Linked DNA regions of Mus musculus: region 2 is linked to region 1. Evidence: chromatin contacts called from public promoter capture Hi-C data. All regions are on one chromosome and are shown on one strand. Each heading gives the region's core, a stretch centred on a gene start, on an enhancer-like site or on the middle of the called end of the contact. The rest is flanking DNA. Distances are from core to core; before and after follow the strand shown.

Region 1 (7,143 bases), core at 2,338-4,837:
AACTCAGCTAGGCAGGATCCCAACGCATGCCTTCTACAATGTGATAGGAGCCAGAAGCTAAAGGCATCAAGGCCAGGCACCCTCATTAATTTAGTAAGTAACTATCATACCCAAGTCTATCTCAGCACCTAAGCAACCATGAGAAAGGAAAACTCACTTCCCGATGTTTAAGGATGCTGGGGTCTAGGGCTGAGAAGCAGCAGAAGGAAGAAATAAACTTCCAAGAGCTGCGAGCTCTGTGTATCAGAGTTTGGATTCAGAGGAAATGGAGCAACACAGTGAAAGGATCAAAGCCCAGCGAAAGGATCATACATATCTCATTCTGCTCTAGAGGTCTTTGCATTCACAAATTTTATTTATTATTATACCTAAGTACACTGTAGCTTCAGACGCACCAGAAGAGGGCCTCAGATCTCATTACAGATGGTTGTGAGCCACCATGTGGTGGCTGGGATTTGAACTCAGGACCTTCAGAAGAGCAGTCAGTGCTTTTACCCACTGAGCCATCTCTCCAGCCCTCAAATTCAGACTTCTTGAGGTCTTTTCTTAGAAAATAGGCAACATTGTTTCCATATCTTTTAAAGAGCAAATTCTGTTCTTCAGAGTATAGGGCTTCAAGGAAGCCTTTCCGGGAGCCAGTTAAAACAATTAGTGGATTTTCTTTCATTTATAAACAGGTCTCAACCATAGAGCCATTTTGCTCTCCCAGAACCACATCCCACATACTCTCTGTTTATATTTGGAGGAACACATCACCGAGACCGATTCAGGCATCATCCTTAGCTGCCCAATATGGGTATATAACTCAACACTGGACAAGAAGGCTGCCCCGGGTTGGATAGGTCTGAGAAGACAAAAGCTGAGAATTCTTAATGAGTCCAGCCAGCTATGTCTGATCCACCAAGGAAGGCAGGCCAAGGAGCTTCATGAACTGGCCCCACCCTGATTCCCCAGATCACGCCAGGGAAATGCTCTGGTCTGCTAGGTGGAAAAGGAAGAGGGGGCGATCTGCTTTGTCCTCCTGATTCATGGCAGTCAAAATAAGCTGAGCTTCTCTCAGTTTTTTCCTAGCTGGGCTCTTACTGAGAACAAGGCTTCTTTGTTCATTCCTGTTTAATTATTTTTTATGTCTAAACCATTCCAAGCTTTGTTCTCCAGTCTCTTAACTCCCTCTGCTTCCCTTCAGCAGGAAACAGCCAACTCTGAATCCCCATGACTACTTCAAATTTCCATTCAACAATCTTTCTGGGTTTCACCTCCCTACATTCCATCCTGCCTCTGCGATGTTTATGTGAAGAGGAGCCCCTCTGCCCTTCTGGTGTGCTACTGTATTATTGTCACGTTAGCTTGCCCCTCTTGTCTTTCCTGCCCTCCTCCACTGACTTATTTGGTGTAAACCCATCAGACAACTCCATAGGAGAATGTGGATAAGCCTTGCAGGCATTAGAATCCAGAGGTAAAAAGTATGTATCTTGCAATTACACTTTGACTTATCAAGCATTATTGTCAGAATACTCACCTTACAATTATTGTAAATATTATGAAAAATAAATATAAGCTACATTTAGAAATTTCAAACTAAAAGTTTAAGCTTATTTTAAAATTTGCTGTCATAAATTTCTATAATCTGGGACTTAGTCCACTTCTCTGCAGATGACCTCCCTGTACTTTGGTCTTCCACTTGTACGATTCAGATGTCCCCGGCAAGCACGGGTCCTGAGATTGTGTAGGAACTTCAGACTTGGGCTCCTCTTTTATTTCAGGGTTATTTTTGGTGCTTGCTAAAATATAAAGCCATGATGTCCACAGCTATTGTGACACCTGGCAAAGCGATATCAGTAAAACTGGCTGTGGATGGAAAGGTGAGCTGACAGCATTTTTGACAAATAGAATGAATTGCTTTTTTAAAAGTGTATTTCATCCCAGTAATTTCTTGTCTAGGTATTCAGATGCAGTATACACCTATAGGAATGTTCACACCACAGTGTTTTCTGTAATAGTAGATCAGAAACACAAACCAAACCAAACAAAAACTCCAATCAGGTTAAGGTGGCCCATACCCTTAATTCTAGAGCTGAAAAAGGAGCAGGCCGATCTCTGTGATTTCAAGGGTAGGTTACTCTACAAAGCAAGTTCCAGATCACAGAGCATTACATAATGAGAACTTACCTTAAAACAAAAAAACTCCAAACAGGTAGAGGAATTTCAATATTGGAATGGTTTAAAAAAAAAAAAAAAGTTGGGGGGGGGGTTGGAGAGAAGGCTCAGCAGTTAAGAGCATCGACTGCTCTTCTGAAGGTTGTGAGTTCAAATCCCAGCAATTTCATTTCTACATGGTGGCTCACAACCATCTGTAATAAGATCGGATACCCTCTTCTGGTGTGTCTGAAGACAGCTACAGTGTACTTACATATAATAAATAAATAAATCTTAAAAAAAAAAGTTGGACCGGGCCATGGTGGTGCATGCCTTTAATCCCAGCACTTGGGAGGCAGAGGCAGGCAGATTTCTGAGTCCGAGGCCAGCCTGGTCTACAGAGTGAGTTCCAGGACATTCAGGGCTACACGGAGAAACCCTGTCTCGAAAAAGAAAAAAAAAAGTTGGTATTTTTAATTATGTTGGTTATAATAAGTGTCCTGTGTCATTCAAAATTAGGAAGAATATGTATGTTTCCCTGCCTGTGACACTATACACACATATATGGATGGAGAAATATGTTAAATATATCAAATAAGGAGAAATATGTTGTATAAAACTTTTGATTTATTTCTTTTTGGCGGAAAAAAAAGATACACCCGTGTGAAAGCAAATATCATGTATATACAAAATGTAAACAATTGACAACGTTCACGAAGAATGCAGGGATCAGAGGGTTGGGGCTGGATTGTCTGTTCCTCATTTGGAGCAGTTCGGGTGGCGCTATGAGACCCCAACTTAGAGCGTTTCTCCCTGGAAGGTAAAGCCCCTGGATGTTCCCCAAGCTTGTTTTCCCTGATCTTTAAAAATACAGCTAGAAAGAAGCTCTTTGTTCTCTATAGCCAGCAAAAAGCCTTTTTGTTTCTATACTGTACAACCAGAGATGCCTGCCTTCCTGTGCCGAGGACACGGAGATAAAAATTCAGAAAGAACTCACTCCCCACTCCTGCCTTGTAAATTTCACCAAGGACGCCCAGAAGAGCTCTTCCCAACTCCTCCCACTTCTCCTCCCAACTCCTCCCAACTCTCCTCCCAACTCCTCCTACCTCCTCAGCTAGCTGTTAAAAGTCCCCTAATGTCACCGCTCGGGGTTGAACTCCTCTGCCCTGCACGACAGAGGGACTTCTCCTCAGCTAGCTGATAATAAAACCTCTTGCAGTTTGCATCAGGTGCATCTTTTCTCTCGAGATGTTGGGGTGTTGGCCAGTTCATCCCAGGACTTGAGCAGAGGCCCAGCATCGGGGGTCTTACAGCGCTAGCAATTATTCACATAGCTACAAAACCGGCCTCCAGCTAAGTGCAGCACAGTCGAAACCGAAGGCAGGCTGACAAACCCTACTTTCAGTGCGACGTGTGTCGTCAGCACGGCGGGGCAAGGCGCATGCGCCCTAGCGAGACGTCGACGCGTCGCGTTCCTTTGCGGGCGCCTCTGGATCCCGCGGCCTCTTCTGGCCTCCCTGAAGTCGCCACTTTGGCCGCTCTGGCACGCCTGGCGTTGGGTGGGCGGCATCTCTGCGCCCACATGAACCAGCATTATGGCCGACATGGTCGTGGACGGGGCCGGGACTTTGCTGCCTGTGCCCCACCCAAGAAGAAGGGCAGAAACCACATCCCCGAAAGGTAAGCGCTTTGGTTCCGGGCTTGGCGTTCCGGCTGCCTCGGTGGCCTCGAGTCTCCGAGTGTTCCCTGGCCTCGCGCCCCGCCGCCTCCCAGGGTCCTCCGCGCCGAACCCCACCACACCTCCCCACCCCGCATTCTGGGGTCTTGGGTCTGTCCCGACAGGACTCTGTGGAGCTCGGGCCTGGGCGGAAGTGCGCGGTGGGGCGCGGCTGCCTGTATTGAGGCGTCCCTTGATCTCCGAAGCCACAGGCTTCTGCTTGTGTAGGCGCTGTGCCAGGATCCGGCCCGAGCTGTCGACACCCTTCACTCGGTACCGGCTCGAGGGGTTCTCTTGCTTTCAGGATTCGGAAAGCGGAGGTGTCCTTTGAGGGAGTTAACCCTGCCTGGGCCAAGGGCTAGTTTTAGGATTTTGCTCACTGGTGCAATGAACCCTTTACTTGCGGCTGTTTGCTTCCCCTCTCCGATTTCATCTCCACAAAAAACGTGGCTAGACCGGCCTCTCCCCTTCCTAGAATTCATCAAATCCTTTTTTTTTTTTTTTAATCTCCACAAATAAACAATACCTAAAACTCAGGATCGACAGAATGCTCTGCCCCGACTTCCCGGACTTCAGTAAGCACTTCTTTTTTATGTCTACAAATGAGCACTATCTAAAATTCAGGATGGACGTGATGGCCTCTCTCCCTTCCCAGAGTGGATATCTTTAGATCCTGTCAGCTAACCTCCAACATCATCCCAGTGTAGAACTTGCCTGACAGCTTGCAGAAGACAGCTGTCTGTCCACTGGACAATCCATTTTTAACATACCTTCTATAGTTAACTATTTAACTATTAATTACTAAGTAAAGTATAAGTAAGTTATAAATAAATTGTTTATTGATATTTTAATGTAGCTTATTTCATTATTAAATTATCTATTGGATATAAAATTGTTAACTAAAAATTAAAAATAATTTTAGCTATTGCTTATTTGTGGAGATAAAGCAAGATAAATATCAAGTAGTAATTGTGAGACAGCTCATAGATGTAAGATAAAGCTTGACTTTAAGAATAAAAACCTTCGGGGCAGTTCCAGGACAGCCAGGGCTACACAGAGAAACCCTGTCTTGAAAAATAAAAACAAAAAAAAAGAATAAGAAGCCAACTTCTTGTCATGGTCTGTCACACTAGGTTCCATTGCTCTGGGGCCCACTATGTCTCCAGTCTGTCACCACTCTGTGCTCACTCTCTACTCCAGGGATGTGAATGAACCGGACTTATTTGTAATTCATGGCCATAGACCAACTCAGCTGTGACTCTCCACACTGACTTCTGATTGAACTGAATTTCGGGTTGTAAGAACTGGGAGATTTCTACATATTGAGTTGATTCACTGGTGTGGAAACTAAAAACAATATGCAGTGAAAGTATTGAATTTGAGGTCTGTCAGCCAGTGTGTAGGCATTCATTACTCCTTGCTGGTTAATAGTTTTAGTTACCATAAAAAGTATGAGTTTCATGATGATATTTTCTATATGTATGGCATTCTACTTTGCCCATGTTCACCCACACACATACACCTTCCCCTTTCTCCTGCCCACATTTTGCTAGTTTCTTTCCTCCCCCTAAATAATTCACCACAGTTTTCATGTCTCAAATATGTGTGTGTGTATATATATATATATATATATATATATATATATATATGTATGTATGTATATATTATATATATGTATATTATATGTATGTACATTATATATTTAAAACTAGATTCCACACAGGAGGGGAAATATACACTATTTGTCTTTCCTTTTCTGCCTCTTGTTGCCCCTCCCTCCCTTAGCCCCCTTCCCACTCCGTCATAACCCCCCTTCTATTTTCATGTCTAATATTACCTTAGTATTTGACACGAGGCTGGGTTTGTTAGGCTGTTCTGCTATGGCATTTCTAGGTTTTAGATATTGTTTGTGGAGACCTGTGTGCTCTTTTGTTGTCTTGTATCTGTTTTCAAGATGGGGAGACAGAAAGAAACATAGTAGGTTGCTACTTGTGTGGAATAAATAGGTTAAGAGACATTCTGTATGTGTTAGGTGCCCAGTATCTCGGAGCCTTATTCTTGGAGACAAGGTTGGCATTCAGTTTGACTAACAAATACCCTGTTTCACAGGTGGAAAGACTATCTCCCAGTTGGGCAGCGGATGCCTGGGACTCGTTTCATTGCTTTCAAAGTTCCTTTGCAAAAAGTAAGTGAAAATTAATTTAGGATCTTTTCAGAAATATCAATTCTTGATTGAGAGAATGCTGGCTCTCAATCAAGAATAATTATAATGTGTTATATTTTGTGTCAGCCTGACTAAGCTAGATCATTCAGTATTCACTGTCTTGATATGGTAGTTGCTGTGCTGGAAATTCAGTAGAATGGAGGGAGGTGTTCACTTGTGAATTGCATTGAGATTTTAAGGCTTAGGCAAATAGGAACAAGTTTCTATTTGTTTTTTGTTTTCTTACCTATTTAATGTTGAATAGGACATTCTAAAGTTTTTCAGGCAGGGAGACACAAACACAGGAATATGTATATATTGAAGTGAGCATCTCTTCCCACTAATGGAGGAGAGATGTTGCGAGCTTCCAGGGGAACAGGAACAGCTCTTGAGTCTCACTGTCCTCACCTCAGGGGGCTGGGTAAGTGCATCGTGTGCTACAGGGCTTCAAGTGGGTTTGCTCTCTCTTCACTCTCTGACAGAAATTTGAAGCAAAGCTTATGCCAGAAGAATGCTTTTCCCCTTTGGATCTGTTTAATAAAATACAAGAACAAAATGAAGAACTTGGATTGATAATCGATTTAACATATACTCAGCGCTATTATAAAGTAGAGGTAAGTGGCCCTCTGACTGAATAAAAAAAAAACCCAAAATTCATAGTAATTTAACAGTTTTCATCCTATGCTGATGCAAAGACTAAACTTCATTCATGGGTAGCAATAACTAACTTTTAAAGAAGAGCAAATAGTTTTCCTAATTTCATGTAGAAATGAGATTGGAGGCCAGGCATGGATGGTAGTTAATGGCTATAATCCCAGATCTTAGGAGTCTAAGACAGGAGGATCACAAACTCAAGGCCACCTTGGACTACATAAGTCTTCAGCAATGCAAAACACATACACACTAGGTTGGCGACATGAATTAAACTATAATATGTAGTAATTATTATTAGTCTCTTTAATCAGCAAAAGTTCTATAACCATTGAACATTAATTCTCCCTTCTCCTATATGCCAGACCCCTAGTAAACCTCTTATCTGCTTTATTACAATGAATTTCCTTGATCTAGGTATCTTACAGAAGTAGCT
Region 2 (7,076 bases), core at 4,344-6,843, 1.7 Mb before region 1:
AGTACATGCAGGTGAGAGACAGTCTCCCTAATGACTCCAAGAGCTCCACTTTTTTTTTCTTTCTATTTTCAGTCAGGGTTTCAAGTAGCTTAGGCTGGCCTTGAACTCACTGTGTAGCTGGGGCTGACTTTGTACACATGGTCCTCATGCCCCTACCTCTTTTTTTTTATTTTCAAAGATTTATTTATTATTATATTTATTATAGGGCCTCATCTCACACAGTGAAAAAAGGGGGCCTAGAGACTATCAACAAAGGCTTCTCAGGGTCGTGCATGAAAAGCTGGTTTAGAGGGGGTCATAGGCCCAGGACCTGAAGACTGAAAGGGACTCAAATTATGATATGTTATACTCTTGTTGATAAGTTTATTATTATAGATAAATACACTGTAGTTGTCTTCAGACACACCAGAAGAGGGCGTCAGACCTCATTATGGGTGGTTGTGGGGCACCATGTGGTTACTGGGAATTGAACTCAGGACCTTTGGAAGAACAGTCAGTGCTCTTAACTGCTGAGCCATCTCTCCAGCCCACGCCTCTACCTTTTAAGTGCTGGGATTACAGGCATGAGCCACATGGCCCAGAACAGGGTACAGGGATCCCATCCTTCCTCAGAATGCTCTGTTTAGAGATAGACACAGGCTTATGTACACTTCTAAAAGACCAACTAGGACACTTTTTTTTTCTGCATGGAGAGAAGCGTGGGTGACATGTCTGTACAGTAATCTCATACACATGGGCTGAAGGAGGGTGGTTTTAACGATCCCACAAATTCCCATCCCAGGAAGCTGCCTCTAACTGAACTCTCCTCAAAGCTCTAAGAGCTTACAAAAGAAGAGAAGAAGGGGAGAAAGCCCTGATCAGCAATTGACTCCTGGAGGGAGAAGCCATTTTGCTATCGTCTGTGGCTTGTCAGAGTCCTGCAGGCCATGTTCTACCTTATCTGGATTGCAGAGTGTCAGTAGACCATGTGTGTCTCTTTCCTCAGTGGGGCCCAATGCCCTCTCCATTATTACTGGTGATAGGGCTGAGCAATATAGGCCACTAGGTCAAGCAGACCCCAGATACATGTTACAAGATATGGCCAGAAGCTATAGAGGGGGAAGAGCATTCCAGATAGAGAAAGGGACACAGGTCCCATATTCCCCAGGAGCAAGATCTGCAGCTGCTGCAGAAAACGGCAAATTCACACCAGCTGGAATCCAGGCATTAGTGATACAGGTCAAAGGCCCATATTCTACTCTAGTGACCTCCCCTGGGCAGACATCAGCAGGGCCTGCAGAGGGGGCTTCCATCTACAGAGATGAGCTTGAGCTGCCCCGCCTTGCTGTTGTGAGCACCACTGCTCTCTTGGCAGAAAACCCTGGGAACAGAGCTGAAATGGCCTCACAGACAGTGCCTGGCCTTGGGCCCTTTACCCCCTCCAGCATTACCTCAATTATGCTTGTCCAGCTGGTACACAGTGAAGAGATTCTGGGCATAGCCTTCCATGCAGAACACACTAGCCAATAGAAACAGCACAGCTGGGGTCAGAAAGGATGGCCATTGAGAGCTCTGAAGTGACCTCTGAATACTGGGCATGGTGGCTGGGGTCAGAACACCTGGCTCAAAAGGTACTTCATACCCTGACTAAGCTTCTGCTGCCTGGAGGAACAAGTGGCTTAAAATCTGGGAGACCATTTCCTTCTCTGTGAGGTAGATGCCTGTTGGCTGCTCTGGGATGCTACGTGAAGAGCGTGCTACCCAGTAGGTGTTAAGTGACTGCATTGCTTCCTGGACAGGGTGAGGAACATACAGGCAAGCCATGAGTAAGGGTGCTTGGTGCATGGGCTCATCACTCACCTGCCTGTCTTCTCTCAGGTAGGAGGCGAAAGGCAAACATTGGGTCTTCCGGACGGCGTTGGCGCAGTCGAGTTGCATCAAAGCCACTTAGTTCCCCTGAAAGTTCTTCTACGCACCCTCAAGACTTATTCTCTCTTAGTGACCATCATCTGGTACTAAAGACTCTGTCTCGCCTAACCTCTGCATCTCGTGGATCTTCACTGGGACTATACCACCCAAATCCCACCTTCCACAGCCGTTGGTTTCATTAAAATGTAGTATAAGGAAGGGGCCATTCTCAGTACCCATAACCCTGTTACAAATACACACTGGTTCCAAGAGCAAACTGTTCTGTGTGTCTGGCCTGTCTTGTTTTGTTTTTTAAATAGCGGGGCATGTGGGGTTCACCTGGTTATGATTCCAGTGCCCAGTGTGGATGGAGCAGCTGGCGGGTGATAGCGTGGCTTTCATCTCCTATAGGTGGATGAGAATGTTAGTCACTTTAACATCTGCTGTTTCTCACAGTGGTCTGGAGCAGATGCTCATTGTGAACCCCGGCTGCCGCCAATGGCCCTTTCAGAACTACACCTCTGCTGTCTCAGTCACACTTTGCCTTTCAGCATCTGGGACCCATGACGAACTCTCCCTCAGTGTTGTGGGAGTCTGGTGTCGGTTGGTCTGTCAATGCAACCCCAAGACCCAGAAATTTGTCTAAAACCCTAGGCCAGCACTTAGTGGGCTCAATGCTGCTTTTAGTAACAAGAGCTCCACAGAGCAGCTCCTGCATCTAACCCTAGCTGGGTGACTCCTCTTTATTTCAGGGAGCTTTTCTCTACCTGGAAATTTCCAGAAGGAGACTATTGAAACCCTCAACATGCAGGTTCTACAGGCCAGCTGCCCCAGCCCATGGTGATCAGTTTCTGTTCTAGATCTGGCCTCAAAGGTGGACAGTAGGCACAAAAGAATCATGTGGCTGCTGGGATGGTGGATGCTGCATCCCAGGCCAGCAGGGTGTTTTTATCTTCCAAAATTATCTTCCAAGAGCATCTTAACAGTTTGACCAAATTAATACATGTTCACTTCTAGCTTGCTCACACTGTCCTAACACGACAGACAACAATTACTCTTCCAACCATATCCTAATTGACCCACTTGACACAGCCAAGTAGGGTTTCCAGGTAGACAGGGCAGAGATGGAATCGGGCATTGAAGTGCTCATCCAACATCCCTGGAGAAGTCTAGAGGCTAGTTGTATCCCGCTGTAATAGAAATACGAGAAGGGAATGCAAATGTGAGGGGCTCATGTGCTGTGCCTACTCACCCCAAATTGAGGTGCACAAACACCAAGATTGCCTCTCCCCCCAAGTCTATGATCCAGCTTAGTAAGCCTTGAAGCCTCCAGGCAATGATTTCTTTGTTCCCTATGCCTCCTTTCAGCTCTCTGCAGGACGCTCACAGTGTTGTGAGTGAAGGACTGGCAGCATGGAGCTCTTGTGTTCGCCTATCTTGGGCATGTAGGCTCCTTCTGGATAGCACGGTTCCCTCAGATTATCAGAGAGCAGCAACCAGCCATATGGAATATATGGTGTGTGTATGTGTGTAGCCAGTGAGGCTTTCTGCTGGGGAAATAGTCTTGGGACAAACCTAGAGCACAGGGTTATCTATCATTCTAGACTAGCTGGGCAGCTCAACCCTCTCATTGACTGCTACAGACTCCATGACCACTGCTCAATGAGTCTACCTGGTTTCCAGTACCTGCCTCCAACAGAAGTGCCCAGGTCTTTCATGCTCAGAACCACCTATGGCTTCCAGAAGTCCTGTGTCAGCAGAGCTCTTCTCCAGGCTGCTTGCTTTCCTAACTGCCCCACCCAGCTTTTGAATCTCTGTTCTTACTCTGTTCTACTAAATGAGCCAGTCCACAAGCAGGACAGACTGACAAACATGGAAAAAGTTTCTTATTCCATATGGACCTAGTGCTAACCACTATATGCAGTCTGCCACTCACCAACTGCCCGCTGTGGTTATGGGAAAGGTTAAGGGTTAGGATCTGAGTCATGGACAGGACCTAGGATAAGAATGAGGGATTAGGGTTAGTGTCCTAGTTAGACTTTTTGTCAGTGTAACACAAGCCAGGGTCATCGAGGAAGAGGGAATTTCAATGGAGACAATAGGCAGGTCTTCGGGCTACTTTCTTGATTACTGATTGCTGTGGGATTGGCGTCACCCCTGGGCAACTGGTCATTGGTTGCATAAGAAAGCAGATTTAGCAAGCCTTGAGGAATAAGCCAGAAAGCAACATCTTTCACAGCCTCTGCATCGGTTCCTGCCTCCATGTTCCTGCCTGGAGTTCTTGGCCTGACTTCCCTTCTGCCCCCCAAGTTAATTTTGGTTTTCTGGTTCTGTATAGATTTCATTGGAGTTTTGATTAGGAAGAGGGACAAAGAGCTCCAAGGTCCCCAAGTTCATCTTCAGCCTCCTAAAGTAAGGCTAAGGTTTAAGTAGGGGGCCAGCATTTGAATATCTGAGCCATCTCCAGTTGCAAGGTGTGGCCCTGCCCATTACTGCTGAGGTTCTAGTGCTTCAGCAAGGCATTCTGACAAATTGACGGGACTGTGAAATCTCTCCGGGGGAAAGTCTCTCGTCTTGATGGGTCTGCCTTTTGACTTTTTAATCCAGCATGAGATTACTAAGGAAAATTCCAGTCTCTTAAGGCCCACTGTTCTGAGAGCCAAAATGAGGGTCACAGTGACTCTTTAGAATAACTCCATTTCCCCTAGGCTTGTGACAAGGTGGCCTCTTGGGGAAGAGAAGACCTTGTGCCTCCTGGAGGCATTAGGGGATAAGACTCCAACTCCATGACCTTCTGCAGAGTCCTGTAGTACAGGCTTTAATATGGAAGAGAAAGCCCTCCAGACACAGGCCTAGCTGAGGCTGTCCTCAGCCACAAGAAAGGAAAAGATCTTAAGAGAGCAGTGCCAAACTCTGGGCCAGGCTTCCTCCAAAGAGAAAGTTCCCTCTAGCTGGGAGCCCTGAGCTTAGCAACTGGCTTCTCCATAGAAAAGACCACCTTTCCCCTCCATCCCGTCCCTGTAGGTTTGCCCCCCACCCTCGGACCCTAGGTTTGCTTCCCCCAGTCCAGGCCTCCACCAAAGAGAAAGACAGGCCTGCTACAGATCCCAGCCAGAGAATATGCCTCTTTTATAGAGAAGGAAGATTCTCCGGCCCCGTGGGCCAAGTGTCTGAGCCAGGCCTTTGAAAATAGAAGCTCCACTGGCTGCAGATCCATCCCCAAATGAGTATGGGGCGCCTGCACAGGAAAGTTAATGACCCTCTTGAGGCTGAACCCTAAAAATCTAAGTCCAGACATACTTCTTGGAGTAGGGAAGACAGTCCTGCCACGGAGGCCTTATTCTAGCCGAAGCTGTCTCCTTATGGAAGAGAAGGGGAAGAAGCAGATACACACATCATACTCCATTGGGAAAAGAACATCCCCCTGTTGAAGTCACAGGGCCACGGGCCAGCACTGTGGTTCATTTAAAAACTCAGGCCAACCCTCTCCTAAGGCCTTGACGTCAGCACTACTCTAGCCCCACCCCTGCCCAAGCACGAATCAACCTAGGCGCAGAGATGCGCGTATTGCCTTCTGGGATTGGTAGTTTTTCCATGCAGTCTGTACTCCGGAAAGGAGCCGAAGGGAGGTGTCAGGAACTACAAGACCCAGCGTTCCATGAGTCCTGTGAGAGGAAGTGCTGGAAGATTGTGGGTGTGCGTTCCAGTTTTTAAGCTGTAGTTTGGCGGTCTGTTGACAGGTATTCCCTGCACGAATCACAGGCTCTCAAGGAGTGGGGATTCCGGAAAGGGAAGAAGCACACTCACCAGGAAAGGAGCCTCGGGTTTCACACCCCTTCGGGCCATGCCCAGCGTGCCTGAGGGAGGTGGCTACGAGGTATCTCCTGGCGAAGGAACCTTCTCTTACCGCCATGCCTTCGGACTTCTTTCTGCAGCCTCTGGACGGCGGTCCCCGCGTGCCCGTGGGGCCGGGGCAGACTGTGATAGGCCGCGGGCCGCTGCTGGGAGTAAGTGTGGGAGGTAGTGTGGGCGTGGGCAGCCAGAGCTTGCTCAGCCGAGGCTGTCTCTTGTCTCCTGAGCTTGGGAACTCCGCGTCTTGGCTCTGCTTGTCAAGATTTTATAGGTTTGGGGCAGTAGGTTTTCAAACAACGTTAGTCAAGTCCCAGACATTTCTTTTTGGTGCCTGTATGGTTCGAGTATGGACCGAGTTAACATCATTAGCCTATCCAGCTGGCAAACGAGGGCCAAATCCAAGTTGAGCTAAGTTCGGGTTGTAAGATGTAAAATGTAAACAGACCAACTAAACAAAACCGCTGCTAGTATTTAAAGACGTATAGTACTCTAAAGGTTAATGTGTTGCATGTTGACCTACAAAGCTTACAATATTTACGGTACTGTATGAGCCATAACAGGGAAGGTTAATCACCTCCCTTAAGCTAACTTCTTTTATCTCCTTGCCTTCTCTGCTGGGCTGGTGGGCCTTACCAATAATAGCAGTATCCCTTTTGGTAGTATCAGTAGCTGTCTTTAAGTTGTCTGGGTAGTGAACCAGTCATTGTTCTAAAGAGATGACTTTAATTTACTACTTCCAAAACTTTTTGAGTTAGGTGCTTTTTATTAGCCTTGTTCAAATGAGAAAGTTGGAGTATAAACTGGTCATTTAAAGGTGATACATGTACAAATGGCCACTATGCTATATATTCTTTACCCTCTTTGGGAGGAGTAGGAACCAAACCGTTTGCAGTTTGCACTATGAAATTATATTTGGTGGTATTAAACCATTTAGCATTGCCACAAGACCTATCATTTACAAAGGCCACTCTAGAGAACCTGGCGGTCGAGTTGAAATATCACAAGGGAGAGATGGGCTAGCCATTAAGAGCCTGGAATTTATTACAGAGGACTGGCTTCCCAGCACTTATGTCAGGCAATTCACAAATGCTTGTAATTCTGCCTCTCTGGGCAATGTACACACATGCATATCCTAACATACAGGTATACATATATAGTAAAAAATAAAATTTTAAAAATTCACAAAAAATTGTTTTTAAAAATCTCTGCCATTATTTTCCACCTGAGTGGTATTTTCTGTGTTCTTACTGCCCTGTTTCTTGGTTTCTTTTCTCTTTGTTTTTCCCCATTATCATAAGAGTTTTGTGCTCCAACATAGATTGTTGGATTGGTGTTTA

The links. Promoter capture Hi-C pulls out the DNA fragments that hold promoters and counts their contacts.
Region 2: a contact with region 1 is called in a promoter capture Hi-C map of pre-B cells, with 4 times the contacts expected there. The contact joins the promoter of Aplf here to the promoter of Dusp11 in region 1. A contact is called at or near these places in 2 of 39 promoter capture datasets (liver and pre-B cells).

What each region holds. Positions count from the first base shown.
Region 1 is chr6:85,958,111-85,965,253 of GRCm38.p6, reverse strand. It overlaps Dusp11 (dual specificity phosphatase 11 (RNA/RNP complex 1-interacting)), which reads left to right and starts at 3,587. Exons shown (of 9, transcript NM_028099.4): 1 at 3,587-3,816; 2 at 5,963-6,038; 3 at 6,539-6,670. The coding sequence starts at 3,719.
Region 2 is chr6:87,670,678-87,677,753 of GRCm38.p6, reverse strand. Aplf (aprataxin and PNKP like factor) reads left to right here and starts at 5,593. Exons shown (of 10, transcript NM_001372332.1): 1 at 5,593-5,894. The coding sequence starts at 5,799. 1810020O05Rik (Riken cDNA 1810020O05 gene) reads left to right here. Exons shown (of 16, transcript NM_001384219.1): 16 at 1,858-2,164. The coding sequence ends at 2,090. It also overlaps E230015B07Rik.